3 separate regions of the Mus musculus genome follow, and all the other regions are linked to region 2. The links are chromatin contacts, called in public promoter capture Hi-C maps. All regions are on one chromosome and are shown on one strand. The core of a region is the stretch at or near the end of the contact, and the rest is flanking DNA. Distances in the headings are between cores, read along the strand shown. Region 1 holds the start of 9330162012Rik (cDNA RIKEN 9330162012 gene). Region 2 holds the start of H2bc9 (H2B clustered histone 9). Region 3 holds the start of Gmnn (geminin).

Region 1 (2,856 bases), core at 116-2,615, 1.4 Mb after region 2:
TCCACTGATCACTAACTAAGAAAATGTCTTGTAGGCTTCCCTATAGTCCAGTCTTATGGAGGCTCCTTCCTCTCTGATGACCTTAGCTTATTCCAAGTTCACATAGAACTTAGCCAGCACAGCCTCTGACTTCTGGCCTCGGGAACTGCAGGAAGACACACTCCTGTCACTGTAAGCTGCCCAAATGGCCACCTTGGCCTCTCCTCTGACCTCTGGGCCTGCATGTGTCTTTTGCCCCCACATTATTCATCAGTTCCAGCACACTTCCTTGCTCTTTACAGCTTGCAGTTTGGATCTCCAAAACATCACGTAAGCTCTATAAGGGGCTGGATTTTCTTAAGATTCATTTATTTTATGCATATGAGCATTGGCTTGCATGCATGTATGTGTGCCTTCAGCAATCCCCTGGAACTGGAGTCCCAAACTGGTGAGAGTTGCCCCGGGAGCGCTGAGAACTGAACCCAGAAACTCTGCAAGAGCAGCAAGTACATCTCAAAAGGCGAACCGTTCTCCAGCCTCCCCCAACCTTTTTTCTGGACTCTGTATTCCAAGCACCTCCAGAAATACGTGGCACCCCCACGAAGGGTGGACCAATGTGAAGGCTCTAGTGCTTGTACCCTCATCAGGAGACAGCAGCAGGAAATGAAGGATAAAGAGACTATGATTTCATGGGGTTGGCTGCAGGGGTACTATCAAAAATAAAGGAGGAAGAATTTTTCTAAAATAATTTTCTGTCCTCACCATCTACCCTCCACTGTCCAGCCATCTCTGTTAGTAAGCGCATTTAGACCTAAAGTCAGAGAATGCCCCTAGACTTTTTCCCTCCTCTGAACGAAGCTCACATGTCCTTTCTCAGTGTCCTTGACACAGCTCCTACACATACAGCCCCAACATGCAACCTACATATACAGATACACATTCCCTACATACAGCTTTCACATACAGGGCTCTCTCTCATCTTCCTTCTACTCTCTCTCTCTCTCTCTCTCTCTCAGATAGGCTGGCTGACATAGCTCACTTTTATTATGCACACCTGTCGATACATGTAGGAAGGGGATCTGATAACCGTACGCATGCTCCAAACTAATTTATCTCTTTTTGTTGTTTGCTCTGGCTTTCCGTACTGTGTATCCCGAGGAACCGGTTTCACTTTGTTTCACTCTGTGGATCTCTGCTTCCTTCTAGGCCGGGATCCCGCACCTGCGGTGCTCTCACCTTGACCGAGACCCCTTTCCAGCTGTTGAAGGCATCGTAGGCGGCGCGCACAGCAGCGCGGGCCTCGGGTACCCCGCAGTCGGCCACGGTGCCCAGCTTGGCGCCGCTGGCCGGGTCGTACACCGGGAAGGTGGCGGGGGCTGGGAGCCAGCGGCCGCCCACGAAGCTGTCCCCGCGGAGTAGGTCGGCGTGGAGGCCCCCGGGGCCGCTGGCGTAGCTGCGCCGCGGGGTTCCTGCGGGCTCCGGGCGGAAGCGGCCGGGAGGCGGCAGCGCAGGACGCGCGGCCCAGAAGCTCCGCAGCAGAAAGCAGGTCGCCATGGCCCGGCAGTAGCGGCGACACCGGCAAGGGACAGGCAAGCGAGCTGCAGGATCTCAGGGGTCGCGGGAAAGCGGGAGCCCGGCGGCGGGGACGCGCGGGGTGGCGGGGACGCGCGGGGTGGCGGAGACACCGAGAGCGCCCTCTCTCTGAGCTGTTGAGATTGGAGCTGCGAGGAGACAGAGCTTGAACTGTGTTCCCCGCACGTTCTTCTCCAGGGCCTGCGAATGGAAAGACTCCCAGCAAGATGAATTCGTGCACATAACTCACCGTTCTCAATGTCGGATGCTCACCTGTCATTTCTTTAGGCCTTAATTGTGACGGGAGCACTTTCTGTTCCCCAGTTCCCCAGCCCCGGCAATATGCACTCCGTCTAAAGAAGGCACCAAAGGCCAAACTCGCGGTTTCATATGCTCGGGCTACTGAGCATTGGAACTGGGGATCACTGTTCAGTGAGGGGTGAAGTGTGGCTCAGTGATCGGTTCCTTGCATGCTTTTCTACATATCCCCTTCATGAATTCGGAGCACAGCGCTCCTGAGTACTGAGATTTGGGGCAACCGTTCAATTAGGGTCGAAGTGAGGCTTCCTCTTGCATGCTTTCTGTGTGTGTCCTCTGTTGGTCCTGAGCAGTGGTGCTCCCAAGCCACTGCCCTTTGCTTCGTGACGTAGCTGCTGTACATCAAGCAACTAACAGAGCTGAAGTTTAGTAACTGGAAACAATCATCCTAGAAGTAATAATAAGCCCGGTGTTGTGGCCAGCACTTGGGAGGCTCTCGGTAAGTTCAAGGCTGAGACCCTATTTTAAAAAAGAAATCAACAGGGGTGTGAGGATTGAACATAGCACTATCACCTTAAACAAAATCTTCATCCTCCTGCTGCATCTGGGCCCCAAACTCTGCAGAAGAAAGAAACCCTAAGTTTTAATTTGAATAAAAGAAACAGCAGGTTTGTGTTCAGAATACGTGGAGTCAAATGTTGTTGTTATTATTGAGAAAACATGTTATTATGTAGCCTAGGATGACCTACATCTCGCAGTCTTCCTTCCTAGAGTTCTGGAATTACAGGCGAGCACTACATGCCCCAGTTAGAATATTGTATTTGCAAAATGCCTTGGATGTTCTTTTAATTGTTGGCTTTGTCTTCTGCTGAGTCAGAGCCTCCCAGTCATGTGCCAGATACATCTGGCAGAAGTCTCAATAGCAGGATTTAATTGTGTGTACAGGTAGGTGTGCACACATATGTGCTGTGTGTGTTCACTACTTTGTCCTGTATTTTATTAAGGGAACTGGAGCGAGAAGCGGTCAAGATAAGGAGGGCCTCCGGT
Region 2 (3,223 bases), core at 44-2,543:
TTTGAGTTTTACCCACCTAATCCCTAAACAAAATCATACCCAGGCTATTTGGAGTTTCAGTTTTAAACATTCCACTTAAAATATTCAGAAATACAGGTTAGTGGCTGTTTTAGTCAGGGTTTCTATTCCTGCACAAACATCATGACCAAGAAGCAAGTTGGGGAGGAAACCGCTTATCCAGCTTACAATTCCACATTGCTGTTCATCACCAAGGAAGTCAGGATTGGAACTCAAGCAGGTCAGAAAGCAGGAGCTGATGCAGAGGCCACGGAGGGATGTTCTTACTGGCTTGCTTCTCCTGGCTTGCTCAGCCTGCTCTCTTATAGAACTAAGACTACCAGCCCAGAGATGGTCCCACCCACAAGGGGCCTTTCCTCCTTGATTACTAATTGAGAAAATGCCTTACAGTTGGATCTCATGGAGGCATTTCCTCAACTGAAGCTCCTTTCTCTGTGGTAACTCCAGCTGTGTCAAGTTGAGACAAAACTAGCCAGTACAGTGGCAAACCATGCAGATTTACTTCCCTGAACTGGAAAACTGAAACATTTGGGTATTTGGCCTTTTGAAACTCAAGGACTGGACCTAGATAGGTATGACAGGGTTCTTAGAACTTCTAAGAAAAAGCATATTTAAGTGGACCAGACAGAACTGATGGGCAATGTCTATCTTTTGATTTACTAAACCATAAGTGTTTGTACACAATCCTGCAGATGAAGTCAGTTATTTTCCCGGTAGTCACTAAGTCAGCATTAAAGCTCCAATTTTGAAGTCTTGAGTGGCTCTGAAAAGAGCCTTTGGGTTAAGAGCTGAGTCTTGAGCACTCACTTGGAGCTGGTGTACTTGGTGACAGCCTTGGTGCCCTCCGACACGGCGTGCTTGGCCAGCTCCCCGGGCAGCAGCAGGCGCACGGCCGTCTGGATCTCCCGGGACGTGATGGTCGAGCGCTTGTTGTAATGCGCCAGGCGGGACGCCTCGCCCGCGATGCGCTCGAAGATGTCGTTCACGAACGAGTTCATGATGCCCATGGCTTTGGAGGAGATGCCGGTGTCGGGGTGCACTTGCTTCAGCACCTTGTACACGTACACCGAGTAGCTCTCCTTGCGGCTGCGCTTGCGCTTCTTGCCGTCCTTCTTCTGGGCCTTGGTCAGGGCCTTCTTGGAGCCCTTCTTCGGGGCAGGAGCGGACTTGGCGGGCTCAGGCATAGTGAACAGAGAATGAAGGTAGGCCAAGAAAAGAGATATTGAACTGTTCCGTTCCTTTCCTGCTCTTTAAATAAAGCGGTGGCTGTCCTTGTCAGAGAGTCTGCAAACGTCAAGCACTAACTGTCCAATCAAAGGAAGCATATTCGCTCAGTGGTTAGTTGCGTAAGTATCACGGAGAAGCGGACCGAACTTTACAGGGCTCTATTCAAATGAAGACTCGTTTCTTTCTTCTGATTGGCCAAGTTTAGCCAATAGACTCTATGAAAACTAGACGAAATAGTTTTTAGGAAAAAGTTGGTTTGATACTGTACTAAAGTCAAAGCCATTTTTCTTTTAAAAGTTATTTTGTTAGTAGTATCAATAAAAATCTCTCCCTAGATACAAAATTCATATATAAATTCTAGCTACATGTAAAGTTGGTTTCCTGTTTTGAAATTGTCTATGAAGAAAGATTAAGAATGGGAGACATCACATACTATTCACCTAGAGCTTCCAGAAATAATTATTGTACAGTCCGGCTAAAGTAGGCATGCTTTTCATTTGGCCCAAGAACCCTTAGAGGTACTGCCACGCTACAACAGTTGTGCAATTTCAATGAATCCTGTACATAGTTACTAGAAAACATGCTAGTGTTTTTCTGAAGATAATTAGGGTTACTCATGCTAAGACATTTGTAAAAGTCATTAAAAGATGTACAAAGTTGGGTGTGCCTGTTCGGTTTTATTTTGGTCCGGATAGTAAACTGCTCCCTTACATCTCCTTAAATATAAAGTAAGGAAAAAGAAAAAACTCAGTTCGGGTAACCAAGTTCAACAAGTAATCCTTGGGGCCGCTGTGGTATCGCCAAAATCTACATAGTATCTCTTATTAAAATGTTTTGACGAAAATGTAACAATTACGGTACTTAATGGTAACAATGTGGCTGAGGAAGCAATAGTTAACAAAGAGGAGTAAGCCAGGTAATAAACCAGATTTCTATTGGTCACAAATTTGAAGTTGAGACCTGTTATCCAATTACCAAGTACTTCCGCATACATCATAGGCATTTGAAGATTTCAACCAATCAGGAGCATGTTCCTTCTATAAAAGGAACCCAGAACCTAACCTCTGCATTTCCTATTTCTTTGTAGAAATGGCTCGTACTAAGCAGACCGCTCGCAAGTCCACTGGCGGCAAGGCCCCGCGCAAGCAGCTGGCCACCAAGGCCGCCCGCAAGAGCGCCCCGGCCACCGGCGGCGTGAAGAAACCTCACCGCTACCGTCCCGGCACCGTGGCGCTGCGCGAGATCCGGCGCTACCAGAAGTCGACCGAGCTGCTGATCCGCAAGCTGCCGTTCCAGCGCCTGGTGCGCGAGATCGCGCAGGACTTCAAGACCGACCTGCGCTTCCAGAGCTCGGCCGTCATGGCTCTGCAGGAGGCGAGCGAGGCCTACCTTGTGGGTCTGTTTGAGGACACCAACCTGTGCGCCATCCACGCCAAGCGTGTCACCATCATGCCCAAGGACATCCAGCTGGCCCGCCGTATCCGCGGCGAGCGGGCTTAATAGGCACGCTTTCTACACTGGCACGTAAACCAAAACGGCTCTTTTAAGAGCCACCTCCATTATCCACCAAAGATGCTGTAGTACAAGTTTGTAGAGTGTTCCAGGGTTTCCTATTATAGCCTTTCTTGACAATGATGAGCACCACCCGACGAAGCAGTCTGAGCTGCCTGTTTTTGGAAACAAGGCTTTCAGGATATCATTTCATCTTGTATGCTTTCAACTAGAGTTGGGGTAGCCATTTTAAGCCAGAAACAGGTACGCACTTCAGTTTGGGATTGTGTTACAATCCACACAGTAAAAGTCCAACAGAGTTAACGTTTTACTTTGTTTCACCATTCAAACTTGTTACATTGTTGGCATTTCAATTATTTTTACCTTATTTTGGTTAGTTTTGTTTTTAAAGCACGATTCTCCTTGTCTATGGTTTCCGTTTTCCTTATCTGGGATTAAAAAGGTCTGTGCCTGGCTCAGTTTATCA
Region 3 (2,767 bases), core at 103-2,602, 1.2 Mb after region 2:
AGCTCAGTGAGTACTGTGCATAACAAGCATGCACAAAGGCTCAGCTCAGTTCCTGGTACTGCATAACCAGACACAAGTCCATAATACCAGCAGCTGGGCAGAGAACCAGAATTCAAGGTTATAGTCAGCTACGTAGCAAACACAAGACCAAGCTGAATTTAAAAGGAGGCTAGGGGGAACGGTAAACTGTACCCCCCACCTCTTACTTACATGTAATTAAAAATTTACATTGTGCCCTGGCACTCACCCATGTATGCAAATATAAACAACTTATAGCCCAGCCAGAGTGGTGTTCTGTTATTTCCTATTCTATTTCAAGTTAATAAAACCCGATCGCCAAAAACAAAACAAAACAAAACAAAACAAAAATTGGGCAGCGGTGGCACACGCCTTTAATCCTAGCACTTGGGAGGCAGAGGCAGGCGGATTCATGAGTTCAAGGCCAGCCTGGTTTACAGAGTGAGTTCCAGGCCAGGGCTACACAGAGAAACCCTCTGTCTCGGAAAAACAAACAAACAAACAAACAAACAAACAAAAAACCCGATCGGAAACCTATTCGCAGGGGCTTTGATGTATTTCTCTTTTCTTTTTAAATGGCTAAGTGGGCAAAGCTGACCTTGAACTCCTGTACCTCCTGCCTCAACCTCCTGGGTGCAGGAGACTGAGCACTGACACCAGGCCCAGACTTGGATAACGAAGGCAGTGGGCCAAGATCCCGCTATCATTAGTGAGTCGTGAGCACAGAGACAGTGTCGGAGAACCTACTATCACCTACAGCGGCACCACTGGGAGAGCAGACGCAGGACTCAATGCCCTTGTCCCAGGAGTAGCGTTTGCTGCAGTTGGTGAGCAGGCGGGAGGGATCTACACCCAGTTCAACCCCTAGCCGTGCAATCAGCCCGGACTCCGAGGCAGCAAACTTCCCCGGGCGCGCCGGCCCCGCCCAACGCGGCGCGCGCCAGCCAATAGGAAGAGCGAACACCAGAGCGCGCCAAAACCGACCTCACCAATGGCGCAGCCCCTCGTCTCAGCTCGCCCAGCTTTGCCTTGCAGTCGGGCCGAGACTCGGGTCCCTTTCAAGTCCCCAGACTCGGGTCCCTTCAAATCGTCGCCTCCCAGGCCGGCTCCCCGTGGCTGAGAAGCAGGCCGGGCATTCGGGCCAGCCCGGCGATCCCGCGGCCGGAGTTGCACTCGCCCCGCCCTCGGTCTCCCGCGCCCTCGGACTCACAGACAGCAATGCTCAGTTCCCGGCGAGCGTGAGAGCCGCACAAGGCCCTGGCACCACACCGGATTCAACGACGCCAGAACGACCCGAACCTGCAGACTAACCCGCCGACCCGGTAGCTGACGCGCCGAAAGGCGGAGCCTCGGCATTCAGCCAATCGCCTCTCGCCGCCGCCCACCGCGCCCGTGGCTTCCGTGCGCCTGCGCACCCAGCCAAGGTGCGTGCAGTCTCTGGAAGAGGTCACCGAGGTTCCTCTTGCCTTAGGAGTGTGTGCCCTCTGACCTTGCCGTCTGACCCTCCGCTTCCGGCTCCAAGTGTCTGCCGGCGAGGACAAAAGAGACTCTCACTAGCGGCAAACACGAGAATATACATATATTTTTTCCAAGGTATTTTGTGTGTTTAGTTTTTAATATACATACATGCAAGCATGCATACCTAGATGCGCACACACTAAAGGAAGCAAATAAACAGACGAAACGTGATGACTCAAAAGTCACACTGTGACAGTCACTAGAAATAGCAAGGGCCCGCTTCAAGCTAACAAAAAAAGTTGAAGCTGAGGAATTTTAACTCTATACTTAAGACAGATGACTTTTACTGTATTTGAACTAGACCTCAATTAACTGGCAAGATGGCTCCTTGGTTGAGAGCATTTGTTCTTGCACGGGACAAACCTGGGTTTGGTTCCAAGCACCCACATGGTGGCTTACAACCATCCATAGCCCTTGTTCCAGGAGATCTGATGCCCTTCATGGACACCAAGATGAATATGCATCACACAGGCAACTTTGAAAAACCTAAACTATACCTCAGTAAATCTAAACAAAGGAGGGAGGGCTGCAATACAGGAAACCTCTATAAAGGACTTCCTGGCTGGCTATATAAATATAAGTTTAAAGCCAGCCAGGTTACATAGACAGAATGCAGTAGGGTTGCTAACACCAGAACCTGCTTTATCAGTCAATAACAATTTAGAAGGAAACAGAACTAGGGCCAAGGGAACCGCGATGGCCTAGAGGCTGAGAAAAGTCAATGTATTTGTCACCTTACTTGTTGCTGTAACAAATACCTGACCAGTGCAACTTAAGGAAGGGTTTGTCGGGGCTCACAATTTAAGCGTACAGTCCTCAGAGTCGGGAAGGTATGGCAGTGGGGGGAAGGGGGGCAGCAGGTCCCATACATGCAGGCCAAGCATTTGTACACATACAAAATGTTGCATGTTAGCCAGCACTAAATCCTGCTCAATGGGAAAATATTCTATCCATTTCCACAGAGAACCTGTATTCTATGGTCCAGCCAGTTACCACACTATCACCTCTCAGCCTCAAGTCCCCTGGCAAGTTCCAGAGGAACTGCATATGTGTTCTGCCCTCAGAATACTGGCGACTTCTCCTTTGCTCTCTCATGCTCTCTAGTGAGACCTGGACTTCAGGTCTGGATGAGGAAGAAAGTTCTTGGTGGGAAAGTTAAGATTCTTCCTACTCAAATTTTTGTGGATTATTTTGTTTGCTTGCTTGCTTCTCAAACAGGGTTTCTCTGTGT

Evidence for each region. Promoter capture Hi-C pulls out the DNA fragments that hold promoters and counts their contacts.
Region 1: a contact with region 2 is called in a promoter capture Hi-C map of liver, with 4 times the contacts expected there. The contact joins the promoter of 9330162012Rik here to the promoter of H2bc9 in region 2. A contact is called at or near these places in 1 of 39 promoter capture datasets (liver) and 1 of 9 other capture datasets (adipose tissue).
Region 3: a contact with region 2 is called in a promoter capture Hi-C map of pre-B cells, with 4 times the contacts expected there. The contact joins the promoter of Gmnn here to the promoter of H2bc9 in region 2. A contact is called at or near these places in 3 of 39 promoter capture datasets (cranial neural crest, frontonasal cranial neural crest and pre-B cells).

What each region holds. Positions count from the first base shown.
Region 1 is chr13:24,936,036-24,938,891 of GRCm38.p6, forward strand. 9330162012Rik (cDNA RIKEN 9330162012 gene) reads left to right here and starts at 1,366. Exons shown (of 2, transcript NR_102323.1): 1 at 1,366-1,568; 2 at 1,750-2,856. Aldh5a1 (aldhehyde dehydrogenase family 5, subfamily A1) reads right to left here and starts at 1,626. Exons shown (of 10, transcript NM_172532.3): 1 at 1,216-1,626. The coding sequence starts at 1,533. It also overlaps a transcript of Gpld1 not described here.
Region 2 is chr13:23,542,151-23,545,373 of GRCm38.p6, forward strand. H2bc9 (H2B clustered histone 9) reads right to left here and starts at 1,294. Exons shown (of 1, transcript NM_178197.2): 1 at 773-1,294. The coding sequence starts at 1,202. The coding sequence ends at 822. H3c7 (H3 clustered histone 7) reads left to right here and starts at 1,902. Exons shown (of 1, transcript NM_013548.4): 1 at 1,902-2,804. The coding sequence starts at 2,335. The coding sequence ends at 2,745.
Region 3 is chr13:24,760,585-24,763,351 of GRCm38.p6, forward strand. Gmnn (geminin) reads right to left here and starts at 1,353. Exons shown (of 7, transcript NM_020567.2): 1 at 1,229-1,353.